3 separate regions of the Mus musculus genome follow, and regions 2 and 3 are each linked to region 1. A link is a contact called in public HiChIP or PLAC-seq data. All regions are on one chromosome and are shown on one strand. The core of a region is the stretch at or near the end of the contact, and the rest is flanking DNA. Distances in the headings are between cores, read along the strand shown. Region 1 holds the start of D330023K18Rik (RIKEN cDNA D330023K18 gene). Region 2 has its middle 23 kb from the start of Ptges. Region 3 has its middle 10 kb from the start of Tor1b.

What was found. HiChIP or PLAC-seq counts read pairs in DNA pulled down with a chosen protein or histone mark.
Region 2: a FOXA1 HiChIP or PLAC-seq map of pancreatic cancer cells shows a contact between it and region 1. The contact joins the enhancer-like site here to the promoter of D330023K18Rik in region 1. A contact is called at or near these places in 2 of 484 Hi-C or Micro-C datasets (embryonic stem cells and uterus), 9 of 115 datasets of contacts at active chromatin or transcription factors (embryonic stem cells and pancreatic cancer cells) and 2 of 9 other capture datasets (adipose tissue and liver).
Region 3: an H3K4me3 HiChIP or PLAC-seq map of the 230-238 cell line shows a contact between it and region 1, with 15 read pairs. The contact joins the enhancer-like site here to the promoter of D330023K18Rik in region 1. A contact is called at or near these places in 11 of 39 promoter capture datasets (the C10 cell line, the HPC-7 cell line, the SN4741 cell line and 5 more), 1 of 15 datasets of contacts at CTCF or cohesin (the NIH/3T3 cell line), 9 of 484 Hi-C or Micro-C datasets (B cells, CD4 T cells, the G1E-ER4 cell line and 4 more), 22 of 115 datasets of contacts at active chromatin or transcription factors (the 230-238 cell line, the HPC-7 cell line, the SCID.adh cell line and 11 more) and 4 of 9 other capture datasets (adipose tissue, liver, macrophages and 1 more).

Annotation. Positions count from the first base shown.
Region 1 is chr2:31,149,441-31,154,504 of GRCm38.p6, reverse strand. D330023K18Rik (RIKEN cDNA D330023K18 gene) reads left to right here and starts at 2,214. Exons shown (of 2, transcript NR_040334.1): 1 at 2,214-2,523; 2 at 3,255-3,456. It overlaps Gpr107 (G protein-coupled receptor 107), which reads right to left and starts at 2,189. Exons shown (of 18, transcript NM_178760.4): 1 at 2,024-2,189. The coding sequence starts at 2,146.
Region 2 is chr2:30,923,340-30,928,403 of GRCm38.p6, reverse strand. It overlaps a transcript of Ptges not described here and the pseudogene Gm13400. Among named protein-coding and RNA genes, the nearest start is that of Ptges, 23 kb to the right of the region's middle. Within about 2 kb of position 2,998, at least 26 of the 459 cell types and tissues checked have an H3K27ac peak or open chromatin away from gene starts, as enhancers often do. A contact at or near this core is called in pancreatic cancer cells, where this site is marked.
Region 3 is chr2:30,940,144-30,945,207 of GRCm38.p6, reverse strand. No RefSeq gene overlaps it. Among named protein-coding and RNA genes, the nearest start is that of Tor1b, 10 kb to the left of the region's middle. Within about 2 kb of position 2,332, at least 113 of the 459 cell types and tissues checked have an H3K27ac peak or open chromatin away from gene starts, as enhancers often do. A contact at or near this core is called in the 230-238 cell line, B cells, the G1E-ER4 cell line and 10 more, where this site is marked.

The DNA of each region.
Region 1 (5,064 bases), core at 965-3,464:
ACACACACACACACACACACACACACACACACACACACACACACAGAGAGAGAGAGAGAAATGAATCTTTTTTTTTTTTAAATCAATGCATATTCCTGACATTTGGTGATCACTTCATGCACTTGCAAGCCTGGGTTTCTAACCTGCTCAAGCCTGTGCTTCCCAACTTCAAGCAGGGTAAGACCATCTTCTGCTTCTTTGGTGGACCCTCTGCTGGTAAATGTCCTCTCCTTAGATAACAAGTAAAGACTGTCCAAGAAAAAAGATTCTAGTACCAACTATAGGATAATCGTAGGGAGCATGTTACAAGAGAGAAAACCATCAAGGCATCTGACACAGAGAAGTCAACCACAGAACTTCACTAGGTTGGCACAAGAGAGGCCAACCACAGAACTACTCTAAGTTTGCTTCCACCACAGATAAAGGCTGGTATAGAAGGTTGGAATATACTGATCACTCAGGCTGGCCAATATAAAATACTGCCAGCGTTTACCTAGTGATACCAGACACCTGGCATTTAAACACTAGAAATGTTGGACAGGGAGCCAGGAGATGTGGTCCCAGTGTGTCTTGTTACAAGTAGTTTTGTTTCTAATTCCTAAGCTTTATAAACTCAGCTAAATTATATACCCAATAAAAACAATCTGCAAACCTCAAAATGCGAGACTTTAGAAATCAGGAGTTCTTACCCTCAGAGTGATGAATCTGCAAACTTGGATACCTTGATTAAACTGTACCAAGATTATGAAGCTACAGAAAGGCCAAGAAAGCTGTTAAGATGTAAGATGGTCTTACTTCAAAAAGCATTTCTCTGGGGAGAGTGCCTACAGCTTTCAGTGGATTTTATAAGGAGCCAAGATTGATCTGTCTTGCTGTAGGTAAGAGTCACTTTACTCAAGATCATTTGTTTGTTTGTTTTTCAAGACAGGGTTTCTCTGTATAGCCCCGACTGTCCTAGAACTCACTTTGTAGACCAGGCTGGCCTCGAACTCAGAAATCCGCCAGCCTCTGCCTCCCAAGTGCTGGGATTAAAGGCATGCGCCACTACCGCCCAGCTTCAAGATCATTTTAACAATCAAAAGCAGACAGCCCAAGTGTGCCTGTATGGATTTGGCCAGGTTTCAAATCTACAGTCTGTCTGGACCCTTTAAACGCTACATTCACAAGCCTTTATCCTTCACACCTAATGGAAAGTGTTTTTACAGACAGCTGTGTCCAGATCCGCAACTTCTTGGTACACTGACTATTAGGAAAATGTACAAGGCTTTGAGTCATAATGATGTCACTTTCTGTTCTCCAGGTATATTAACCGGCTGCCAATCCTGTGTAAGCCTTAGAGAACTTTCTACTGTGAGTTAGCTACCATAGCGGTTCTTGGTGGTCACTTCAGGCCTGTCATAAACATCTTCCTTAGGCAATGGCCATAGAGCGGGAATGAAAAAGGCCCACTACTTAGAAACACTTTGGATGCTGAGTTTAAATCCTCAGGCTTGTTCTTTCTTATTTTTTCTTCTTGAAACCAAGGCATGTATTTCAAGAGAGATTTGAATTCCTCTTGGGGATTCTGGCTTTGGTCAGTCAACCGAGCACCCTAAACCAAGCAAGGAAACAGGCTAAGATTCCGCACAACTTCAAAGCGCCAGATCAAGGAGCACAGAAGGGCGGAGATCGCGGACAAGAGAACTTGGAATTTAAGTTATGAAAGGGTGAATTAGGGAAGGTTGCCACCAACGTGGAATCCAGGGAAGCCAGCAGGAATCGCAGGAGTGGCCTCCCAGGTCTTTGGGTATTTAGGCCGCATCTGGGCCCCTTCCTCAGGACCTCAAACCTGCAGGGACCAGACTACCCGAGGAGGCCGCACGGCGTAGTCCATCCCTACGGGGCGGCGCAAACCCCCTGGCTCAGGGGCCGAACTTAGGAGATCCCGCTGGGCTGAAGTTGGCTCAGCCCGGGACAGCGGTCGCGCTCCCCCCACCCCCCCGTCGCCACTCCCTGATCCTGCCCCCAGCCTGCCAGGCCTTACTTTGAGCGCCAGGTGATGGACGCGGCCCAAGACGGGGTGGACCAGCAGCTCCAGCAACGCCAGCAGTCGTAGCAGCCGCAGGCAGAAGGAGCCGAAGCGGCCGAGGGGTACCGGGACGGCCATGTTTGTTCCAGCATCACCAGCTGCTTCCTCTCCCACCCACTTCCGGGTCAAAGTGCGTCGTCCCGGAGGTGCTCTGGAAGGGGGCGCGGCTGCCGCCTCCGAGGTCCTTGAGATCGTTTTACTGCAAAACGCAACTCTGGTCACGCAGGGACCTGAGCGGACCACCTCGGCACTCTTCAATTGGCCTCCCAGGACGGACTTCCGGCAAAGCCCCTGTGAGGACCCTGAAGCGTTTGCCATGACAACCATGGCGGGGCAAGTTCAAGCCGGGCCTCCTTTCTGCCTTGCCGGGCTTGGGGATTGAGGGGCCTGGACCAAAGTCTGGAACCCGCAATGTCCGCCACTGACCCTGGCGGATGATTGGACTGCCTTCGGTGGTAATAACTTAGAAATTGCTGGCCTGTCTTAGATTCCTTGACTTATTATCATCCTAGGCCCTTTACACAAACTTCAGCTTGAAATAGTTGCAGTAATAGGATTTATTGAGTCCATAGGAAGCCATCCACTAGGCTTTTTTTTTTTAAGTGGCATTTAATCTTTGGGACAATCTAATTATATAAGAGGTAGGTGTCAGGCTGTTCCTCTGTTCTACCTAAACTCTAAGAAATGGTCATTTTGGCCAGTCTGAGCTGGGGATCACATGCAGATTTTTAACTGATACGTCATTTTGTCTTGTGTGATTTCATGCCACCGCTGGAGTCTGAGCCTTAATGTTTTCTATTTTAGTCTCTTTGGAAACTTAGCTTCTAGTCCTTAACACTTAATGGAAGGACTTGGTTGTAGGTCCCTGGTACCAGGGCTTACAGGAAACACTCGTATTAAAATAGCTGATAACCAAGTTGGTTTAGTTCTTAGATTCTTGTTTTTAGCTGGACACACAAGTAACATATGCTTTTGTGTATGTGCATGTAATTATTTAAGCAAAATAGGACACAATAAAAACACAGGGAACTCTACTACCAGGCAGCTACCACTATGTAGGTGTGTGAACACCTATGACAGAATCAGATTCCTATAGCTTTTTAACTGGAACTAGTAACAGGATGTATTTTGAAGGTCTGGTTGGTTGCTTTTCTAAGTTTTTTATGTATGTGTGTGCCATGTATAGGTACCTGAGAGGACCAGAAGATGGTGTCAGATCCTCGGGAGCTGGAATTGCTGGCAGTTGTGTGTTGCCTGACATCATGAGTACTAGAAAGTTAACTCAGGTATCTATCTATAAGAGCAGTAAGTGCTCTTAACCACTGAGCAGTGTCTCTAACCCAACATGATAGATCTGTATATATAAATACATATAGATAGGAAATTAAGTTTGTTTTTATGTTGTTTGTGTGTTTATAAATGCCATGAGGTGTACCCATAGAGACCAGAAGGGGGCATCAGATCCCTGCAACTGAAGTTACCTTGGTTGTCAGCCATCCATTGTGCTTGCTGGGAACCCAAACTCCAGTCTTCTGGAAGAACAGGAACTCTTAGCTGCTGAGCCATCTCTTCAGCCCAATATGATATACTTTAATGCCACAAACTGTGAACTTCAACAAATTCACTTGGAGCCAGGAGGTGGTGGTACACATCTTTAATCCAAGCACTCAGAAAGCAGAGGCAGGCGAGTGGATATCTGAGTTCAAGGCCAACCAGAACTACTCAGAGAAACTTCGAATTGAAAACCCAAACAAACAAACAAACAAATCGATTTGTTGGGACTACACTGTCTAATTAAAAAAAAAAAATCGCCGGGCATGGTGGCGCACGCCTTTAATCCCAGCAGAGGCAGGCGGATTTCTGAGTTCGAGGCCAGCCTGGTCTACAAAGTGAGCTCCAGGACAGCCAGGGCTATACAAAGAAACCCTGTCTCGAAAAAACCAAAAAAAAAAAAGAAAAGAAAAAAAAAATCACTTGGGAAAATATGGAACTAAAAGTGAGATGGTTTTGGAGGCCCTGGTTTTGCCTCTGTGCTTGCACAGTCTTCATACACTGATATACCCCGAATCCTTCCCCTGACTTAAAAACCAGGCCAAGTTCAGTCACACCCTCTTCAGAGGCAACAGTAGAACATGCAGGTGGAGACACAGAGGTTGGGGTTTATCTTAAGATGCATTTCAGTTTCATGGGAGGGAAAGGCAGTGACACTGGCTGGCTGGTGGCTAGCCTTGTCTTCCCTTTACTTGGGTCTTGGGCCATCTCTTTTGAATATGCAATCTTCCATGTTTGAACAGGATTTTCATCTGATCCCACCCCCTTACAGATAGATAATGAAACCTAGAGCAGGAAACTCTGGAATTACTCTTTTGCAGCCCTACACAGAGAGGTGAGAAATTATTTTCTGAGTGAACTTGATTGGCTATGTGATCTACGTTATGTCATTTATAAGAGTCCTATGAGATGTCTTATTTCCTTTCATCAGATCAGGTTTGGTTAGATTAGTTCAGAGGCAGTCTGTCTGGGTATAAATGGCCCACCAGCACAGGCAGACTCACCCTGCTCACAAAGCCCAGGACAAAAGCCCGTCTTGCCTCATTGAGAACGAGGCCATCGCATGCGTTGTTGGACCGGAAAGCTGTATAGATAACCCAGATTTTTCTCCTTGTTTACTAGGTGTGAGATCAGTGTCAGGGAACATTAGGTAGCTTTTTGAAGATCATACAGCCCTTGGGCAGTTTTAGCTGGCATCTGTGAAACCAGGACTGAAACTGCCATGGAACACTCTCACGGCTTCTTGCCCAGTATTATGAAAAGCTTCTTACTTTAAAAAAAAAAAAAAGAAAAAAGAAGTATTATTCTATTTTATTGTGTGTATGTGTGGGGTTGGGGAGTGTGTGTGAGTGCAAGGTTCCTGGAGGCCAGGAAAGGGTTAGAACCCCTGGGGCTGGAAGCAGGTCGTGGGCCCCATGACATGGGTGTTGGGAACCAGATTCACG
Region 2 (5,064 bases), core at 1,749-4,248, 230 kb after region 1:
AGAGAGTCCATGAGACCGCCAGGATAAGCAGACCTCTAGTGGGCATTCACGGTATTGCAGGCAGGTGAGCCAGTCAGCGTTAAAAGCAGTTTTCCAGAGTCGTTTGTGAGTTCATGTCTTTCCATTTAAAATTTATTTTTATTTGTGTGTGTGTGTGTGTGTGTGTGTGTGTGTGTGTGTGTGTGTGTGTGTGTGTGCGTACTTGTCTGAACGTGCACATCATGTATAAAGTGCCCACAGAGACCAGAAGAGGGTGTCAGATTTCCCTGGGACTGGAGTTAGGGGATGTTTGAGTCATCATGTGGGCTCAGGGAACTGAACTTAGGTCCTCTGCAAGCAAGGCAGTGCTCTTTCCCGCTGAGCCGTGTCTCTGTACCAGCTGCTCACAGCTCTAGTTCCTCGTGGTCTATTTGGGCCCATCCCGCCTACCTTCCCATCAGGGCTTCAGAGGAGCACTGGGTGCTGCCATAGGTACCCACTGCTACCTGTGACCAGGTGCTCTCTGCTGTCCAATCAGCTGCACCACGGTGACAGGAGCATGAGTCCTTACAGGGACAATTCCTCATGGCTGCTGGTCTGGGGAAACATATGTCCATCTGGGTATATAAAAGAAATGATGTGTCATAGGGACATGGCAGAGGCCTGAGTTCTGGGCCTTGTCCAGTATATGGTTTGGCTGCCTGCCTGTTAGCCAGGTTTTGGGAGAGCTCTGAAGCCTTCTCTGTCTTCTTCCCTACTACTGCACTGTTGTGGGTGATCACGCGCATCACACATGTGTTCCCAGCCCTTTGGCCTCTATCAGTTCTGACTGTGTGTGTTCCCCGGATGACCCTGTGGGAAGGGCACCAGCCTCACCCAGCTTGGGGAGTGAGGCGTTGTGTAACTCCCCCCACCACCACCACCAAATTTCCCTCCTCTGGCTTGCTGCTAAAGATTTGAAATGTAGGGACATTTGCAAATGAGCCAACTTCCTGAGTGTCTCAGCGGCTGCTGAGTGTTTGTTGATGCTAGGTAAGTGTTGGGGGACTCATTTCCGGCCCCCTGTGGCTGGCTAGATTGGATACAAGCTCATCCTCTGTGTAAGAGCTTAGCCTCAGGAAGGAACATGGCCTAGTTGAATCTCAGTTCTTAAAATAGCAACAGCAGAGTGTGGAGTAAAGGGCTTGCCACACAGGCCTGAGGATCCGAATTAGATCCCCAGGGGCCGTGTGTAAAACCAGTGTGATGGTGCGTGGCTGGAACCCCAGCACTAAGAAGGGGAAGACAGACAGATGCCTGGGGATCCCCGGAGCTCCAGCCAGCCAGCCTCAAATCAGAGAGCTCCAGGCTCAGTGAGAGTCCTTGTCTCAAACAATAACGTGGAAGAGCTGGAGTGGTGGCTGATGGGCGAGAGCACTTTTACCGCTGTTACACAGGCCCTGGGTTTGGCCGGAGGGTCACGACCGCCTGTACCTCCAGCTCCAGTGGACTGTATACCCCCAGCAAGCACCCACACATGTGGCACACACTCAGCTAGATATAGGCACGGAAAATTCAACTTCAGCCCCTGGCCTCTGCGTGCATGTACACACCAGGCATGTGCACAGACATGTACACACACACACACACACACACACCAACAGCAACAGCAACAATAACTAACCCTTAGGACACTCACAACTCCTGCAGAGCCTGGAACATCCCACGAGAGTGAGAGGCCAGCTACTTTCATGCATGTTTTATAGACAGAAGCTGAGGCTCAGAGAGGCACACTATATAGGAACTAGATGTTGGATCCGACATGGGCTCCTTCTTGCTTCTCAGCCAACTCAAACCCAACAGCTTGAGTTTGACCCTGGGACCCACATGCTGGAAGGAGAGAACTGATTCCTGCAAGCTGTCCTCTGCCTTCCATACTCCAGCTGTGGCACTCACCCCTCCCCCATAAAGTAAATAAAAATATCGATTTAATGTATAGTATAGTCAGAGGAAAATAATGTTTCACACGGAAACACCTTCCAGCTGGCACAGTTATTGCTGATGGGCATTTGAGGAGCCTCAGTTTGTCATTACAGAGCCCTGCTCTGCCCATGATGGCCATCACAAGTCAGACGTGGTCATTGAGTACCCAAAACAGAGTGAGTCCAGGAAGCCAGTGGAGATACGTGAGCACGAAACTCACGCTAGGTTTCCAGACTTTACGTTAAAAAAAAAAAAAAAAGTAAAATAGTCAAGAATGTCAACACTCAGGGAGCTGAGGCAGGAGGATTGCTACAAGTTCCAGGCTACTTTACAGTAAGAGACATACAGCCAGAAGGCCCCGCTCATGGACGTCATTGAAACAGGGAGATGACCTTAAAGACTCAATGGCAACTCCCACCAGCAGGGCTGAGACAAGGCTCACTAGATGCAGCTCACTAACTCCAGGGCAGGAGTTAGAGCTCATCCTGGTGATGGTTCATCGGTGTCAACTGGATCCGGGTCCGACCAACAGTCACACCTCTGTGTGGGTCTGTGGGAGCATGCTCTAGAAGGATTGCTCCAGTTCAGCGCTGATATAAACAGTCTGGAGGAAAGCTGCCCTCCTTCCACAGGACACTTGTGGCTGAGGGAATGTGTTCTGTCACTACTTTCTCTGGCTAACGCCAGAACCCCGTTTATTCGATCTTCCCAAATGGACTGTGCCAGGAGTCCCCCAGGCCTTCAGCACCAGCCTCGCAGACGGAGCTTCTTCAGTCCCAGTTGGAAAACCCAGTCCGTATGTAAGCCAATCTAATCAAGCCCCTTTGTCATATGCATTATTCTGCAGGTCTGTTCCTCTAGAGAGCCTGACACATACAACCGGTGCGGGGTGAAGGGACAGACCTGGGTGGAGGGCCGACTTCTGTGGCCCAGTGACCTATTTACTGGCAAAACGCTGGCCTTGTGTGTTCTTTCTGAACTCCAGAGAAGTCTTAGCTCCAGAGGGGAAATGTATGGCAGTGGAACTGGATGCTAACACACTTCTGAGTCAGCAGGTGACAAGGGGAGTCATGGTGCCAGCTGGGGTGACTAATCAGGGCAGCAGAGCACTCTGGTCTCTCCAGGATGAGGAAAGTGGACCCTGTTTCTCAATGAAGTAGAAGGAGGCATCTGGTACAGGAGCCCCAGTTAGCAGAGCTCGTGCTATGTCTACATCCTGTGACTAAAGACCATGCAGAGGCTGGAGAGATGGCTCAGCCCAGAACAGTACCTGCCTTGCCAGCCTGAAGTCAATTCCCAGAACTCACAGGAGGAAGAGGAGAAATGAACCACAAAGTGGTCCTCTGGCCTCTGCACGTGTGCTGTGACGTGATCATACATGCAGTAATGATAGCCACAAAGTGTAGATTAAGAAAATGACTACTCTGTCATTACCCAGGGCACTTAGTAGTCACCCCACATGGTTGAGGCCCAACATCAGCTGAAGTGCCTTACTGAGGGCCCAGGGAAGACAGTTATAAACATCAGCTAGACAGGCCTGCAAGGGTGCTGGGAGTCAAGATGATTGTCACCAAGCTCATGACCATATTCAATCTCTGGGACCCACATGGTGGAAGGAGAGAACATATTCCCACAGTTGTCTTCTGACTTCTGTATATGCACTGTAGTATATGTATATATGTATACACACACACACACACACACACATATATATATATATTCAAGACAGGGTTTCTCTGTGTAGCCCTGGCTGTCCTGGAACTCACTCTGTAGACCAGGCTGGCCTCGAACTCAGAAATCCACCTGCCTCTGCCTCCCAAGTGCTGGGATTAAAGGCACCATGAATGCCAGTTAAAACGAATTTCTTAAATACCAGCTATTAAGCCAGGCTTGATACACCTTTAATCCTGACATTCTAGAGGCAGAGGCAGGTGGATGATCTCTGTAAGTTTAAGGACAGCATGACCACATAGCAAATTCTAGGTTAACCAGCCTACATTGTAAAACTATCTCAAAAATCAACCAACTGAATTTGGCAGGCGCTGCTGCCCCCTGTCACTGCTTGTTGCAGCCGTGATCAACTCCACCATGTACTTAAGACACCGAGTACTGGAGAGAAAGGATTTGGATATAAGGGTTTCTTCTTCCACAGGATTATTCCGGGATTCATGCGCCAGGGTGGTGGCGTCACACATCATAATGGCACTGGCAGCGGGTCCATCTGCAGGGAGAACTTTGAGACTGAGAACATCATACTAAAGCATTCAGGTCCTGGCATCTTGTCCATGACAAATGCTGGCACAGACACAGATAGCTCCCGGGCTCTCACCTGTACTGCCAAAACTGAGTGACAGCGGGGTGGCAAGCGTGTGGTCTTCGGAACAGTGAAAGGAGACGTGAACATTATAGAAGACGCGGAGCATTTGGGGTCTAGGAATGGGATGAGCAGCAGGAAGATCTGGTTCTTTTGACTTGCGGGCATCTGGCCCACCAGTAGCTCAGGAGAGTGCCCCCACCCCATCTGCTCACAGTGCCCTGCAACTCTGCCCTCACTGAAGTTCTCTGGGTTCCATATTTTCCAAGTCTAGCTGGCTGGCAGAGTTAAGTGTGTTTGTTTGTTTGTTTTGCTTTGTTTTCCGAGACAGGGTTTCTCTGTGTAGCCCTGGCTGTCCTGGAACTCACTTTGTAGACCAGGCTAGTCTCAAACTCAGAAATCCGCCTGCCTCTGCCTCCCGAGTGCTGGGATTAAAGGCATGCGCCACCACACCCGGCTCAGTGTTAAGTTTATGAATAAATACTAAATAAGGAAAAAAAATCAACAAGCCAAGAAAGGAAGAAAGAATGAGAGAGAGAAAGAGAAAAGAAGAAGAAAGAAAGGGAGAGAGGGAGGGAGGGAGGGAGGGAGGGAGGGAGGAAGGAAGGAAGGAAGGAAGGAAGGAAGGAAGGAAGGAAGGAAGGAAGGAAGGAAGGAAGGAAGGAAGGCAGGAAGGCAGGAAGGCAGGAAGGCAGGAAGGCAGGAAGGCAGGAAGGCAAGAAGGCAGGAAGGCAGGAAGGCACCCCGGCATGAGCAGGGCACACTGCTCACATGATCTGAATGCTGTGAGCTTGAGGCGCCAAAGGACT
Region 3 (5,064 bases), core at 1,083-3,582, 210 kb after region 1:
TAAGTGCTAGGACAGTCTGGATTACAGATTTTTGTTTGTTTTATGACAGGGTCTCACTATGCAGCTCTTGCTATCCTGGAACTCACTATGTAGACCAGGCTGGCCTGGAACTCACAGAGATCTGCTTCTGCCTCTGGAGTGCTGGGATTAAAGGTGTACACCAGCATTCCCAGTTCATCTGGGCTACAAACAGACCCTATCTCTAAAAAATAAAACCCAGCCGGCATGGCAGCAGGTCCCTTTGATCCCAGCACTTAGAGAGGCAGAGGTAGACAAGATCTCAGTGAGTTCCAGGTCATCCTGGTCTACATATCAAGTCCTAGGGCTACATAGCGAGACTCTGTCTCAACAAACAAACTCATCAGGCAAGATCTGAATTTAACCCCTGGGCCCCATGGTGGGAGTCCAGTGTCCATGAGTTGTTCCTCCCCTTCCATGTCTCCACCATGGCAGGCTCTCTAACGCACACACTAGAGTAAAACTAATGAAAACAAAATTCCCCACAGTCTGTAAATGTGTGGGGTCTGAGGATACAGTTCAGTTGGTAGCAAGCTTTCTTAGCATCCAATAAACCCTGGGTTCAATCCCAGCACCACACAAAATTGCACATGGTGGGGCTGGTGAGATGGCTCAGTGGTTAAGAGCGCCGACGGCTCTTCTGAAGGTCCCGAGTTCAAATCCCAGCAACCACATGGTGGCTCACAACCATCCGTAACGAAATCTGATGCCCTCTTCTGGAGTATCTGAGGACAGCTACAGTGTACTCACACATAATAAATAAATAAATAAATAAATAAATAAATAAATAAATAAATAAATTGCACACGGTGACACATGTCTGTAATCCCAGGACTTTGGAGGCTGAGACAGGAGAATCATCTTGATACACAGTGATCTGGAGGCTAACAAATCTGAAATTTGGGCTTGGAGGTAGAACTCAGATCTTCTGAACAAATGAACCCACAGTCTGTGTGACTCTGTAGCCCAAGCTGGTCCTGAACTTATAGTTCTCCCACTTCTGCTTCTCGAGGAGCTGGGATTCTAGGCTTGCGCTCTCTGTGTGAGCGTGTTCATGTGGACCGACATATATGCACAAGTATGTAGAGGCCAGAAGACAACACTGTGGTCATTCTTCAGGGAGCATTTGTTTCCATGTGTGTATGCATGCCTGTATGTGTACATGTGTGTTCACATATGAGCAAGTGCTATGTGAGCCGGAGATGGACATCATACATCCTCCATGGTCTCTCTCCACTTTATAATCTGAGACACAGTCTTCGTCTGAACCCGGAGCTCGCCATTCCTCTAGACTGGCTGGTCAGCAGGCATCAGGGATCTGCCTGTCTCCAGCTCCCAGTGCTGAGATCACAGACACAGGCCACCGACACTGGTTTTTACACAGGTAACAGAACATCTTCCCGATCCCTACCTTGTTATTTGAGATAAGGTCTCTCTCGGGCCTGGAGCTCAAGGGTTAGGATAGGCTGGAGCCCCAGGATTCACCTGTCTCCACCTCCTCAGAACTAGGGTTACATAGGTTACTATGTTCTGCTTTTAGACAGGGTCTCACTGTGTGGCCACGGGTAACCCCAGATTCACAGAGATCCACCTGCTTCTGTGTCCCACATATTTAAAAGCTTGTACCACCACCATGCCTGGCTTTACAATCTGCTTTTTGTTTGATTGTTTTGTTTATTTGAGACAGGGTTTCTCTGTGTAGCCCTGGCTGTCCTGGAACTCTCTCTATAGACCAGGCTGGCCTCGAACTCACAGAGATCCACCTGCCTCTGCCTCTGGAGCGCTGGGATTAAAGGCATGTGCCAACAGTGCCAGGTGATCCTCTGCTTTTCATGTGGATGCTGAAACAACTCATATTGTTATGCTTGTATGCTATGCTCTGTACCTTCTGCTACATGTCCCCAGCCCCGCCCCCCTGCTCCCTGGCTCCATTTTCAGGCAGTATGTTTTGTTGCCATGAGTTTCCCAATGGTGTATGGCAAGCTTCTTTCTTATCGTCCTTGGCTCTCTTTGTTACATTTCCTACCGTGGTTCTCCTGAAGCACGGCCTACAGTGTTTCTGTTGTTACTCCAGTGACATTCCGAGGGACTTCTGGGGGCCTTCATAAATTAAAAGGAACAACAATGACAAAGTCCTGGAAGGCGACTCTGCTTTGGACTGGACTCTACATTTGGTTTGGACGCTAGCTGAGAATTTTCAGGACCAGAGACAGCGCTCCGTGGTCCTCACCTGTTTGCCAGGAGAGCAGGGGACGTGAGGATGCTGAGAAGACCCACGCACTTCTACCAAACGAACACTAGAGGGCAGCGAGCTGCAGGTCTGCAGCCTCACAGATGGCTCTCAATTCCCGTTCGCTCTTGTTTGAACACTGGGGATGGACTGGGTGTAGGGGTGTGGCAGAAGCCCTGCTATAACTTCTAGGAAGGACGCATGAGTGTTTTACAAAAGCTCTTTATGGCAAGGCCCTTGGAGATCCCTGTCTACTGGGCAAGGCGCTGTGGAAACAAACGATACTGCGGACGCGTGCTCAGGCCCTCCTGGTTTTTACCACTTTTAGTTTCGTTTTGTTCAGTCATGATTATGGCTGAGTTTATGAGGAATCTAGAGTGTTTTTTTCTTTTCTTTCTCTCTTCTTCTTCTTCTTCTTCTTCTTCTTCTTCTTCGTCTTGTTTTTTGTTTGTTTGTTTTTTTCGAGACAGGGTTTCTCTGTATAGCCCTGGCTGTCCTGGAACTTACTCTGTAGACCAGGCTGGCCTCGAACTCAGAAATCCGCCTCCCTCTGCCTCCCAAGTGCTGGGATTAAAGGCATGCCCCACCACGCCCGGCCCAAGTGTTTCTTTCTTGGAACACAGAAACCGGTTCTCCTGGCTCCCCCTGGCTGCCTCTGCAGTCACCTGGAAAAAGCAGAAGGAAGTATTAAGGTTAATGGCCCTTACTTGACTGTTTTCTTTTATAAAAGAGATAACTACATTCCAAGAACTTAGGAGATGGCTTTGAGAACGTATGAAACATATAAGGAAGAAATAAAGGGCATAGAAGGTCAGACATCCCTCCAGTGCCAAAAAATTGACAAAGGAATCTAAATCTCGCAGTCCCTTTGGAGGTAAGAGTAGAAACTGCCAGGAGGAACAGAAACTTGGTCCCAGCAGTTAAGAGCCTGGTATCAATCTTACCATTCTGGGAAATGTATTTAAAAAAAGAACAGGACCATATTGTAAAACTACTGCTTACATAAAAGTAATACACAGACTATTTAGCAATTATTAGACTTATACCTGGAAAATATTATTTTAGGTGTGGTATCATCTCCTCTGCTGACTTCAAAAATGTAAAAGTGCCATGCTGTCAAAGACTATGGGGCTTGAATGTCTCTTATTTTGTAACCACGTGTCTCCTGACAGTCTAGAAACAGTTCAAATAGGGTGTGTGCCTAGTTAGATAAGTTCATTTGGCTTAGATACGAGCTAAAGGCTAATTAATAAATGCTTAGATATAGGGTAAAGGTCAATTAATGACTACAAGGGAGAGGGGAAGAGGAAAAGAAACTAAAATGGGGGCTGGAGAGACTGCTCAGCGGTTAAGAGCACCGACTACTCTTCCGAAGGTCCTGAGTTCAAATCCCAGCAACCACATAGTGGCTCACAACCATCTGTAACAAGATCTGACTCCCTCTTCTGGAGTGTCTGAAGACAGCTACAGTGTACTTAGATATAATAAATAAGTAAATTTTTTAAAAAGAAACTAAAATGGGTACATGTTTATTGATATAATGTTATGGGCAGCAGGGGGGGGGGGGCGAACGTGTTCTACCCCACTCTATTCCATTTAGCTCCTAAATAAAAGACATAGAAATCTGGTATTTTATTACAAACTGCTTGCACTGGGCTGGGCTGGTTCTGAGCTAGTCTAACCTACATCTCAGTCATAGGCCCCTTGTTACTTGCAGTTTGAGACTTGCCTGGCTTGCTCTGTTCCACGTGTGCCCTCAGGGCAAGCTTCTCTTGGTCATGTGCTCATATTCTATCTTGCCTTTAGGTAACTTACTTTCTTCTCCCCATGGTACCTATTTATTTATTTACTTATTTATTTATTTAATATATGAGTACTCTACCTGCATGTACACCTGTGTGCCAGAAGAGAGCATCAGATCCCATTACAGATGGTTGTGGGGCACCATGTGGTTGCTGGGAATTGAACGCAGGATCTCTGGAAGAGTAGCCAGTGTTTTGTTTTATTTTTTATTTTTTCAAGATTTATTTATTATTATATCTAAGTACACTGTAGCTGTTTCAGATGCCAGAAGAGGGCGTCAGATCTCATTACGGATGGTTGTGAGCCACCATGTGGTTGCTGGGAATTGAACTCAGGACCTTAGGAAGTGCTCTTAACCACTGAGCCATCTCTCCAGCCCCACTCTTGTTTTTATTTAAGGGATGGAGCGATAGCTCATGTACTTTCCCGGAGAGCTCCTGGATTTAACCTTCAGTTCCCACAGTGGGTGTCTCACAACCACCCACAGCTCTGGCTCCAGGGTTTCCAACACCCCTGGCCTCTCTGGGTGCCTACACTCCCATGCACTGTGCACACAAGTTATAGAAATAAAATAATTTTGTAAATGTATTTTTATGTTTGTGTGAGAATGTGTGAGTGTATACATCAAATGTGTGGAGGAGCCCACAGAGGTCAGAAATGAGTGTTGGTGTTGGGGTCCAGGAGTTGCCTTAGAAATGACACAAATTCTGACCTCAGTCAGACAGGGATAGTTTATAGCCATTCACTCCAGGACTGATCAATCAGGACTGATCAATCAGGGCCACAGAGCAGATTTAGGAGCTGACTGTGACCCTGAGCCAGAATCCTACAGAGCTTTTTTTTTACTTACTTACTTACTTAATTACTTACTTAATTAATTAATTAATTAGGTTTTTTGAGACTGGGCTGCTGCCCTGGAGCTCACTTTGTAGACCAGGCTGGCCACAAACTCAGAGATCCGCCTTCCTCTGCTTCCCAAGTGCTGGGATTAAAGGTGTGCGCCACTGCCCGGC